Regions from separate parts of the Arabidopsis thaliana genome. Here region 1 is linked to region 2. Evidence: chromatin contacts called from public capture Hi-C data. All regions are on one chromosome and are shown on one strand. The core of a region is the stretch at or near the end of the contact, and the rest is flanking DNA. Distances in the headings are between cores, read along the strand shown. Region 1 holds the start of AT1G31540 (Disease resistance protein (TIR-NBS-LRR class) family). Region 2 holds the start of AT1G30960 (GTP-binding family protein).

Evidence for each region. Capture Hi-C pulls out chosen DNA fragments and counts their contacts.
Region 1: a contact with region 2 is called in a capture Hi-C map of root, with 2.8 times the contacts expected there. A contact is called at or near these places in 3 of 26 Hi-C or Micro-C datasets (cotyledon and root) and 1 of 3 other capture datasets (root).

What each region holds. Positions count from the first base shown.
Region 1 is chr1:11,290,705-11,296,981 of TAIR10.1, forward strand. AT1G31540 (Disease resistance protein (TIR-NBS-LRR class) family) reads right to left here and starts at 3,095. Exons shown (of 7, transcript NM_001123924.2): 1 at 2,533-3,095; 2 at 1,337-2,453; 3 at 913-1,209; 4 at 392-802. The coding sequence starts at 2,993. AT1G31550 (GDSL-like Lipase/Acylhydrolase superfamily protein) reads right to left here. Exons shown (of 5, transcript NM_102894.4): 2 at 5,892-6,104; 3 at 5,657-5,805; 4 at 5,296-5,563; 5 at 4,742-5,208. The coding sequence ends at 4,931.
Region 2 is chr1:11,035,831-11,041,593 of TAIR10.1, forward strand. AT1G30960 (GTP-binding family protein) reads right to left here and starts at 4,254. Exons shown (of 7, transcript NM_102835.5): 1 at 3,629-4,254; 2 at 3,343-3,432; 3 at 3,090-3,235; 4 at 2,598-2,756; 5 at 2,329-2,503; 6 at 2,096-2,235; 7 at 1,722-2,009. The coding sequence starts at 4,147. The coding sequence ends at 1,925. SUF4 (zinc finger (C2H2 type) family protein) reads right to left here. Exons shown (of 7, transcript NM_102836.3): 5 at 5,541-5,683; 6 at 5,374-5,427; 7 at 4,420-4,854. The coding sequence ends at 4,783. AT1G06397 (a small nucleolar RNA gene) reads right to left here and starts at 4,891; the gene lies at 4,746-4,891. UFO (F-box family protein) reads left to right here and starts at 162. Exons shown (of 1, transcript NM_102834.2): 1 at 162-1,678. The coding sequence starts at 350. The coding sequence ends at 1,678.

The DNA.
Region 1 (6,277 bases), core at 1,845-4,344, 250 kb after region 2:
TAAAACCGATTATTTTTTAATTACATAATATATGTCATTAGAAAATAGCTAAAAATAATAAATTAAGAAAATCCCATGTATAATTTTCTTTTACGTTTTAATGATATCACGACAAAGGAAAAAACCCAATTGATATCATCTTTAATTTCTTATTTTCTTTCCATTTTTATCTGTTTTTTACTTTTTATTTATTTTTTTTTAAAATCAGATATTTTCTTCTTCATTCTTTGTAACCAAAATTTACTTTCCAATCAAATTAAATTATTCATAAATATATAAAAATTAGTGTTTTTTAAGTTTTCACACGAGTCAACGACAATGATTTTTTTTTACTTTTATAAAAGTGTTAGGGAAAGAGTTTGGAGATAATGTTAAGTGTAGAACTACTTACCTTCTCTTCTTCCCATTGTTTCTCATCACTCTCTTCTTTTGATATTCTAAACTCAACAAGATTCTCGAGATGTAAATTAGAAGGGAAATCTTCAATGTTTGTTAGATTTAGATTGAGAACTGAGATGTTGGTTGAGAATTTGGGAAAAGTCTTCAACTTTGAGCAATGATAGAGATTGAGGCGGTCAAGAGATTTGAGGTTGAATCCGGTAGGAAGAATTTTCAGACTTTTGCAGTTTAGCATGTCCAAGTTCAACAGTTTATTGAGATTTCGTATAGAGGACGGGAGCTCGACCAAACTCTCGCAAAACTTAAGATTAAGTATCTCGAGATTAGTAGCTTCAGAAAGATCTGGAATTACTTTCAGGTTTGATGATCCGTGCAGATCCATTTCCTTTAGACATGTAAGTGGCTGTATCCAACAAAAATCAAACATAGAGCTCAAAAGAAATTACACATCATGTGGCACTATTGTCATAAAAAAACAAAATAACAACATAAGAAATTATTCTCAAAACTTACCGCAACTCCTTCCCATAGCTTATGTAGCTTGCTGTACTGCATTTCGAGCTTGACAAGGTTTTCAGGACGAAAACCAAAAGGCATACACCTCATTGGAAATTTGGACCAGCACAATAGTTTGAGTGTACGGGGCAAATAGTCGAAACTTGGAGGTAAATGCAAACCGTCTTCTTTCAAACCAAAGTTCTTAATTTCTAAGAAACGGAGATTAGACATCCCTTTGAAGGCCCTCTCATGTACATCCAACTCACGAATATTCCTTATATCCAGTGATATACCTAAAACCTTTTGAGTACCCTGAAAAATATGATATATATGAGAAATAGACAACCCCATACAATTCATCGTTTATCAGATGGCATCTCTTAAACCTTATACGTATATTGAGTTATGAAAGGATCAAAAATATTTTTTTTAAACTTACAGTGCATGCATTGAGTATATCATGTATATCATTTGGATCCACCAGAAATTCTCGTTCTCCAGGTTTGTCAATGGACTGAATGCGAACAATTTTTCTACCCATTTCTTGTAGCGAACGGTGCATCACCACATAACCTTGTCTGACATGAATGAGGGACTTATCAGCTAGGTTTTCTAGTGCAAAACTAACATCACTATCTGCCAGCAAGGACTTGATGGTTGTGACTTCCATATGATTGAAAAGACATGCGATATGACGAAATATCTCTTGATCTTCACTCTCTAACCCATCATAGCTGATTCTTAGTATTTTTTCAATTTTACCGTCTATACGTAGACTATTCTCAAGCCTTGGCAGCATATCCATCCAGTATTCCATATCCCTCCTCCGCAAATATTTACCCAAAAGATTAAGACCCAAAGGAAAATTGCCCGCATGTCTTACTACATCAACTACAAGATCCTCAAAACCTTTAGGAGCATAGTTTTGCTTGAATGCAGATTGACATAACATCTGACAAGCATGCACATCAGTTGGGAAACTTACTTCATAAATATGATCAATTCCATGAGCAATCAAGAAGTGCTTATCATTTGTAACCACAATGATTCTGCTCCCATATCCAAACCATTGAGTTTGACCCACTAATGTATCTAGTACCATTATATCATCCAAATCATCAATAATGATAAGAACTTTTTGGTGCTTTAGCCTCTCTTCCAATGCAGCTGGATCATCTATCTTTATGTCTTTTTTCCCGAGAATTTCAGATAGGAAGTGTCCTTGTAGCTGCAACTTCATATTGGGGTCGTCCGGATTGGCGCCACTATAAATATTCCGACTATAAGATACAAAAGCCCTGTCGATGAAAGTGCTACCTTGGAAATGTCGAGAAAGTCGTTTAAACAGAGCTCTTGCAATGGTAGTCTTACCAATCCCTGAGGAACCCGATATACCAACCATTCTCACTTCTTTAGATTCCAGTTGCAGCAGTAAACTCATTTCAGCGATGTGATCTTCGATGCCAACAAGTTCCTCAGAATCCTTGGGTGTAGTTAAAAGCAGTTTACCCAAAACATCATTGGCTATTTCTTCAATCATTTTTGCTTCGTCGTTCCTAATAAGATGAAAGATAATTTAACAAATATGAAACAACAATTTATTTCAAGATGTATCTAATAATAAAAAAAACATACCATTTGGCAGAGTCAAATCCAAGCATATTCGCTACAAGAGTCAACGCTTTCTTCCATTGATTTTTCACTTCCTCATCTGTTTGTCTCTTGCAAGTATTTTCAAAGATCTTTCCGAAGTCGCCGATTTGATGCCTCACTTGGGAAGGATCCACATGGTAGAAAACTGGTATGACAATTTTATCATTGCAGTTTACAATCTCCAGCAACTCGTTAAGACACCAGCTCGATGAAGCGTAGTTTTTTGAGAAAACGACCACAGCGATCCTGGATTCCTTGATGGCTTGTTCAAGATCGGGCCAGAGAGAGTGGCTTCTCTCGATCTCATTGTCTCTGAAAGCAGTGATTAGTTTCCGATCAAGCTCTTTGAGAAAGTGGCTACGGAATGTTACGCGGACGTCTTCCCCTCTGAAGCTCAAGAAAACATCATATAACCAATTGTGAGAAGAAGATGACGAAGCCATAGAGAGAGAGAGTTAGAAGGAGGAAACAAGGAACGAAGACTTTTAAGAAGAGAAATAGAGGAGAAGTAGTGAGTCTGTCTTGGTGGATATAAAACATTTAACATAACAGCTTAGAGGTAACTTGACTTAATCACGGCCACACAAGTTTTCACAATTATTTCTTAGACTTTTCTGATGCAACTTGGCGGAAGTTTCCTCTTTGTTGACTCAGTGGTCACAACCATCTTTCATAGCCTCTTGTCTTTACATTACTATCTCATTCATTTACATATTCTTAATAAAGATGTATAGTTCATCATACTCCAAATCAAGTAGATGTGCTTCTCATTTTATGCAAAGGAGAGGTTTTATGGAGAAGTATTCTCACGGGCAACATGAGTTTACTGTGAGAAATAGCAAAATGATCATTACATTAGAACGGAAAATGGGTAAAAAAAAACTCTCCTTTATCCAATAACATGTAAAAAACCGTCAACTTTTATTTTGGTATTTAAACCCTCACCTTTTAAAAAATGGTAATATAACATCTAATATTATCAAACCAAATAAATATCAAATAAACTATTATTTTGAAACATAAATAAAACAATTTAGTTTGTATTTATCTATTTCAAATTCGAGTTCGATTTCTTTTCCAGTATTTAGTTGTTGATTTTTTGCGATATAAAAAGTAAGTTTCATTGCCAATACAAATCGTTATGTAAACTAAAATTAGTTTATAGCTTAGCATATTTAATTTTATTTTTGTTCAAATTTGTTCTAACTTTTGAAATTTTAGGAAAATAAATCTTAAACCAAATTATTTTTATTATTTATATTTATTTTGTCTTATTTTAAATTAATTTAATAATCATAGGTGTTATTTTACCATTTTAAAAAAGGTGAGAGCTTAAAAACCCACAAAAATAGTTGACGGTTTTTTACATGTTTTTGGAAAAGGTGAGGGTTTCTTTACACATTTTACCTATTAGAACTAATAAGACACACATTTGGAAAGATTTTAAACAAGGACTTATTTGTGTTAAAATGTAAATATTGTCAACACGAACAAAGATAATCTAATTTTGATGCTAATTTTTAAGATTTATTTAATCAAAAATAAAATAAATCATGCATTGCTTAGTCTTGGTTCTGAATCTGTATTCATGTTGGAACTCTATTAAGTAATAAGTATCACGTTGATACTATCAACCACTTGCTGAACAATATAATAGACTGAAAATAGAGTAAAAGCTGCGTTATTGCAGTCTATATATTTTCTACAAAAGAAGTTCGAATCATATGCTAAACAACAAGAGATTTGACTATGAAGAAGCTAAGTCATTACATTATCGCAATTGGTGTAAAACTAAAATAAGCCACTGGTGTATGAGATTTTTGGGTTACCTGAAAACGTGTGTCCAGCTGGAAGGATACTGAAGTATCTCTCGCAAGATCGTTGAATTCAATGAACGCTGGACCATAACTCGTAATTTTCCAAACCCGAAGCCACAACCTCTAATTTTAGTTTTGTCCCAAATGAAAGTATTTAAATAAATAAATCTACATATTACCAATAGTCTAACAATCTTAACATACTATCCATGTAACCGGACCATTTTCCAAAATATATATACATTTAGATTAAAGATCTCTAGAAATCTACTTTTAACACTCAACATTTTTTCTTCATTGTAAACACCTTTGGAAGAAGAATCCATCATTTTTATCAAATAGGAGAAGATTTCTAAACTTTTTATTTTATTAATCAATTGAATCATGTTTTACCGTCTCTTTTGTTATATGTGTGGCAATGTCAGTAGTCCTCCAACTGGGTTTTAGGATTCTAAGTAGGAGATTCATTGAATTGATAAATTGGTTGTTATTAGAATTTTTTTATCCTTAGATCTTTTTATTCAGATATTTTACATTATGAAATCAACTTGAGCTTGTGTCAACTATTCATCAAAGAATATTGTGTTTCCAACGACTTCCTTCTTCTTAATCATTGAGCTGAGACATGACCAATCGAAAGGAGGAATCGCATATGGTCCTTTGACTAATCCATCAGCCATCGATTTGTGTGCAGCCTCAGTCATATGAAGGCCATCCCAGGCCACATACTTTGAAGGATCACTACAAGCTTCCACTCCTACACTCCCACAACTTCTACTTAAGTTGAAGTTGTACGGCCCTCCTACACCGCAACAAGCTGACAAGTGTCTGTTTATGAATCCTGACAATGTCATTGATTTTAGAAACTCGGTTAGTACCGACTCATTAACTTGGTTGTGAAGAAATCAAGAAGGCTAACCGTATTTACTTGGTTCTCGGCCAAGGCGCAATGAAGCATTGTAGTAGTCAGCATATATGATGTTGACGTGAGGGTTAAGCTTCCTGAGTCTGTTGAGTTCTTCCTGAAGCTGCTCACTGTGGTATTCTCCAAACTTGTTCAGCCATTTCAAACATCCTGTTAAAGGATCATATTCTTCCATGTTTGATGTTTGGTGTAATGTCAAAAATGCTACTGAGCATCCGAGAGGGAACCCTCCGGGCACCAGAAATGTTCTTCCTCCCATACCAATCAACTCCTGGATTCAACACAGTCCCAAAGAAACACACACGTTATAGTTTTTTACTCGTTATTGTGACTAGCAGATCAAGAATCTTATTAAAATGGTTACCGTAATCGCAGAAGAAATAGTACTAATCACCAACGGAACAAGCTCTTTGACCTCGTCCAATGGTCTGAGTTGGAAGAATGGGAAATTGTAATCATTAGCTCCAATCTCTCCCATGAGAATCAAAGCATTTCCAATCATATCTCTACAATCTAAGAACAAATACAAGTTAGCTCAAACCACTTGAAAACAAATACATTATAATCACTTTACTAAAGTTGATCTTCACTATTACTACCTGATGGTAAGCCACATAGATTTGGTAAGCTCTGCTTGAAGATCTTAAGCTGAACTCCTAAACTGAAGTTGTGAGGACAATGGTATCCTTTCTCTTCTAGAAAAGAACTTTCCAATGCAGTTGCTGAGGCTACGGCAAAATTAACTCCTTTCTCAAAGTTTCCATTTGTAGATCCGAAGTAAGGAGGCACATAAGGAAGCCCCAAAAATTCAGCTGCAAAGAAAAACAAAATTGGAGCATCACTTGAGGTTTCACAATGTTAACTTGCTGTTCAAGAAAATAGAAAAACAGAGAAAGATTTGACATAAGAAACCTAAGAATTCAGTGAACAGAACACACAAAATTAGAATGCTTTTATGTAAATTTAACCTAACAAAACTGCGCCA
Region 2 (5,763 bases), core at 3,004-5,503:
AAAGAAACACTATTTCTTTTTCTATTCAATATAATATATGTTTTCTATTTGTATAAATCCATTACCTTTGTTTGTTTTATACCAAATGTTCTTTATATATAAGTATATGCCACCTTACTCTATTGAAGTCAAGAACATATCAAAAACCCATGCAAGAAGCTCACAGAGAAAGACCAAACACTTTTGTCTCTTTCTTCAAAACTTTTACATATGATCTTTGCCTCTTTTCCTACAATGGGTTTTGCATAACTTTCACCAAAACCCTCCTCAAAAGCCCTTCACATATTCCCAACACAAGAAAATAAACTCTAAATCCACTTTCACCAAATCTTTTCATTTTTCAGCTAAAATGGATTCAACTGTGTTCATCAATAACCCATCTTTAACCTTACCTTTCTCTTACACATTTACCAGTAGCAGCAACAGTAGCACAACAACGAGCACCACCACAGACTCAAGCTCCGGTCAATGGATGGACGGTCGGATTTGGAGCAAGCTACCACCTCCTCTTCTTGACCGCGTCATTGCTTTTCTTCCACCTCCGGCGTTTTTCCGGACACGTTGCGTCTGCAAGAGATTCTACAGTCTACTTTTCTCCAACACCTTCCTCGAGACATATCTACAACTACTTCCTCTCCGACACAACTGTTTCCTCTTCTTCAAACACAAAACCCTAAAGAGTTACATTTACAAGAGAGGAGGAACAAACGATGATGATTCCAATAAAGCTGAAGGCTTTTTGTTTGATCCTAATGAGATCCGATGGTACCGTCTCTCTTTTGCTTATATCCCTTCAGGGTTTTATCCTTCAGGATCATCAGGAGGGTTAGTGAGTTGGGTCTCCGAAGAAGCTGGTCTTAAAACCATTCTCTTGTGTAACCCTCTTGTCGGATCCGTGAGTCAGTTGCCACCAATATCAAGGCCAAGGCTTTTCCCTTCGATAGGTCTCTCGGTAACACCAACCTCTATTGATGTTACTGTCGCTGGAGATGATCTCATATCTCCTTACGCTGTGAAAAACCTCTCATCGGAGAGTTTCCATGTCGACGCCGGCGGATTCTTTTCCCTCTGGGCGATGACTTCTTCTTTGCCACGGCTTTGTAGCTTGGAATCTGGTAAGATGGTTTACGTGCAAGGCAAGTTTTACTGTATGAACTATAGCCCTTTTAGCGTTTTGTCCTATGAAGTTACTGGAAACCGGTGGATCAAGATTCAAGCTCCGATGAGGAGATTTCTCAGATCTCCAAGCTTGTTAGAGAGCAAAGGGAGGCTTATTCTTGTAGCAGCTGTTGAGAAAAGCAAGTTGAACGTTCCCAAAAGCCTACGACTTTGGAGTTTGCAACAAGATAACGCCACATGGGTCGAGATCGAACGGATGCCTCAGCCGCTCTACACACAGTTTGCAGCAGAAGAAGGTGGAAAAGGATTCGAGTGTGTCGGAAATCAAGAGTTTGTAATGATTGTGTTAAGAGGAACCTCGTTGCAGTTGCTGTTTGATATAGTGAGAAAAAGCTGGCTGTGGGTCCCACCGTGTCCTTACTCCGGCAGTGGTGGCGGTAGCTCAGGTGGCGGTTCAGACGGAGAGGTCTTGCAGGGTTTTGCTTATGACCCGGTGCTTACTACACCGGTGGTTAGTCTTCTTGATCAGTTAACACTTCCATTTCCTGGAGTCTGTTAGTTTTTAGACTTTAAGATAAAGAGACTACTTGTGGTTTCCACTTCTGACGTTAAGACTGCTTGTTGTTTTCTCAAAATTCTGTTTCTTTTATCTTATTACTGTCTGTATGTAGTAAGTTTATATTTCTAATGTCAAATGTCTAATCTTTGACAACATGTCAACAACATATACAGACAGATTTCTAATTGCGTACAATCCAATCCTAAATCCATCAAACTCAAAAACATAACCCTTGGGAGAATGGTTTCACTTGAGCTTAACCTGGAGAATGAGATGAACTTTGCGGTTCATTATTCTCCTGAGTTCTTCATTGGCCTCAATTCCTATCCTCCTGCAAAATTAGCATCAACATAAGATCATCCTTGAGTCATTGATTAGTCAAAAGAATGAATTATGAACGATCTTGTATGCTCTTACCCGATCTTGCAACCGCCCTTGCCTACAAGAATCTTGCGTTGGCTAAGTTTAGGAGTGATGAGATGCTGTTCAATTCTAAGAGACCCGTCACGCAGCTCTTTCCAGTCCACTAGACGGTGCTCCAGACCATATGGTATTTCCTACAATTTGTTTCAATCAATCCTGTAATTTGTCATCTTGGAATAGACGGAAACTGATACAAAATGTTATACTAGTAGAGGTTGTATTATTACCTGATGGACATGGTCTAGTAATCTCTCCCTAACAACTTCAAGAGAAATGTTCTTCAAGACTTCTTCACTCATCGTGAATGCATCTTCTTCCCATGGTTTTTTAACAGCCTGATCCATTAAGTATTGGGAAAGATCTTTCACTCCTGATCCCTTAAGTCCCGATATCATGAAGTATCTAGAAAACCAAACAGGGAAAAAGCACATTTCAATCAATTCGAAGACTTCCCCGGTAATTGTTTTTAAACTGAGTCTGGTATATATATATCCACCTTTCATATGCCGGAAGATCTTGGAACTCCTCAGCAACCTTTAATAGATCCTTTTTCTTCTCAACCAGATCAACTTTGTTCATACATAAAACGCGCTTTTGTTTCGGATTTTCTTCTTCTCCCATGTATTTGATCAAGCGTACCACTCTTGAATCGGGACTAGATAAATCAAAGAGAAAACAGAATTCACAAACTACAAAATAAGTCTAAGAGAACTCTATTTCTACTTGTAATTAATGAAAAACCACAGTCATGATGCCTTCTTCAAAAGAAAGAAATAGATGTGTCTTCCCATCGGTTTACGGTTCTCAAGCTTATGGATAATCTCGGAGAGATGAACAAGATATGAAAGATATCGAAACAGAGAAGCTAGAAATAATAATCCCACCCTAAGATACCCCACTTGATGATGATGCTCATAACCATACTACTCTCAGTTCCGAGATAACTTATGTAAAGCTAACAAAGTACAAAAACTAGTAAACGACTAACCTCATGAGATGCCTATGGACATCAAACATAACAATGAGGACATCAAACAGGTCAACAGAAGTCCAAGCATTTTGCACACGAGCCTTGATGTCTTTGTAACCATATCCGCTTTTCTTCAGCATCAGACCCGGAGTATCGAAGAAACACTGCAAGGTTCACAAATATCAAAAATTCAATCTACGAATGGCTGATCTCCACAACTAACCATAACGAGTAGTTTACATATGCAACAGATATATAAGAGAAAACTTACGACTTGTGTATCTCCTTTTGTCAATACTCCTAACACTTCATGTGTCGTCGTGTTAGTCTTCCGTGAAGCAGCAGCAACCTTTGTTCCAACCTACACTTGGACATAACGAAACACTAAGCATAACTCTCATCAAGATGCAATAAACAAAGATACACAATCACTTCAAAAATTGCAACTTTAGGACTAATCAAGAGTCATAGCAGCACTACATAAACATATACACAATGTCTCAATTGATTCTCAGAGACCAAATCACAGGAATGTGAAATTAAGGAAATGAGCCAACCATGAAATTAGTCAGCGAAGATTTTCCTGCATTAGGTGGACCGATGATGCCGACATTAAGCGACTTCTGATCTTCTTCTCTAACTTCACCTTCACCAAGTTCTTCATCTGGTGACTCTAACGCAGCCTCTAAGAGAGCCTTAGCGAGAATCCTTGACCTATCAACACTATCCTCATCATCTTCAGAACTCTCTTCTTCTGCAACTTTCACTTTACCTTTCTCTGTCAAGTTTCCAAAGAAGGCTTTGTTTACTCTTTCTCTGTACCCTTTATCCCAAGTTGCTTCCTTGGGCTTCTTCACGGAATCTACATTGGAATCGTCGATTGGGTATTGACTACTATCGAAAACAGAGTCGCTGCTTGATCCGTCTTCATTGATGGAAGTGGGTTCGTCTAGATTCGGCTGCGCTGAGTAAAATCGGCGGAGAAAGTTTTGTGCTTGATGGGGATTACGAGGTGTTGTCTTCGTCGTCGTTCGTGAGATGGAAATTAGTATACGTAGAGATCTAAAAGCTTTCATTTTTGTAACAATGGCGAAGTAGCGATCTCGGAGAAGTACAGATTTGAACGAAATGTAACAGAAGAGGCTTCCGAGGGTTTTAGAGGTTTTGATGTTTTGGGGAAGTGGTGACAAAGTAACTCAATATTACAGATAGGCCCCTCACTTTTTGACAAATCCAACGTAGTCCCTAACTTTGTATTCGATATAATTACTACTAGCAAAGTAGCAATACAACAAAAATTCATACTAATCGTATCAATTGGAGTTTGAATATACAGTTAATGGAAGGAATATTAGTCAATTTTGTTTTGGCAAAATATTGAACAACATGGTGCAAACATTTTGGGTGAATCTGTATAATATAATACTTTGATCAATTCAGAAGAAAAGGAGACAAAGTTCTTCCTCCAAGTCTCCAACGACCAAAAAAAAAAAGGACTAAACTTCTGAGAAAAAACATCTCTGAGATCCCTAAACAATGTAATGGTAAACTAACTCACCTGGCTAAAGAATACAACAGATGGAAAGTTAATAACTTAAAATCAGATCATAAATTCAGTATCTGAACAAAAGTGAGTGAAGACTTGTTGTTGTAACAAAGCCTTCATCCATATCGCCTTTTCTTTGACGCTGGTTTGGTTTGGTGCCAAATTCTAAAACGCCATCCGCCCAGCAAGCCTACTCTCTGAGATTCGTCTGTCTATCGCTGCATTTATCGAGTTCATCTGCAAACCAAAAGAAACAAACTTGGTGTTGAGTTAAGAAGTTGGATGCTTTATTTTGAAAGAGTTAAGTGCGTATTGTTTTGGTTCCCCAAGGCAGTGAGATTGTGCAAAGGTACCAAACTTTGCAGAGTTAAGAATATAAAAAGAGCTGACCTGGGTTTGAAACCAAACCTGTAGAGTATGATCTTGTGGAACCAATCACCACATTTTTAATACAATACAATAGACAGGAAATATAATGAAAAACAAACAGATACAAACGCTATGTTTCTCACTACCTACTATTGCAAGCTACAAATGATACCTTTCGAACATTGATTCAAAATGCTCAAGTTTCTTGCCTAAGTCCTTCTTATCATATTCTAAGGGAAGAAATTATAAACTGAATAATACGGTGGTACCTCTTAGCACAGAAACAATAGGATCTGGAACAGAAATGTATAAATAAAGCCTACCGAATGGGTTAGACTTGCAAAAGCAAACTCTTCTTAACTTTAAAAAGGGTAAATCAGAACTTACCTGGCTGGTTTCATCGTGCACTTTGTATTTTGGTAAGGACATTCTTCTTTCCTCCTGCAGATACAGACACATTGCGTCAGATTGGAAAACCAAATGGTTCATTACTCGAAACTTTTCCAATTGTAACCATTCCAACATGATGCATAAGAAATTAGGAATAAACTAACCATAGACATCGCTTCATCATCCCATACAAGATAGACCTCATTAGGCTGATTGCTAGGAGCTTTGTTTGCAATTACAGGAGGTGGACCAATTGAAGGACCGCTAGTGTTTGGGCCAGAGGCATAAGAATGAGCATTAGTCCCACCTACGGCAACAAAACATGAAAAAGATATTACAATTTGATACAAAACAGCTAAACCAAATGTAAGTCAATGATTCTACGAA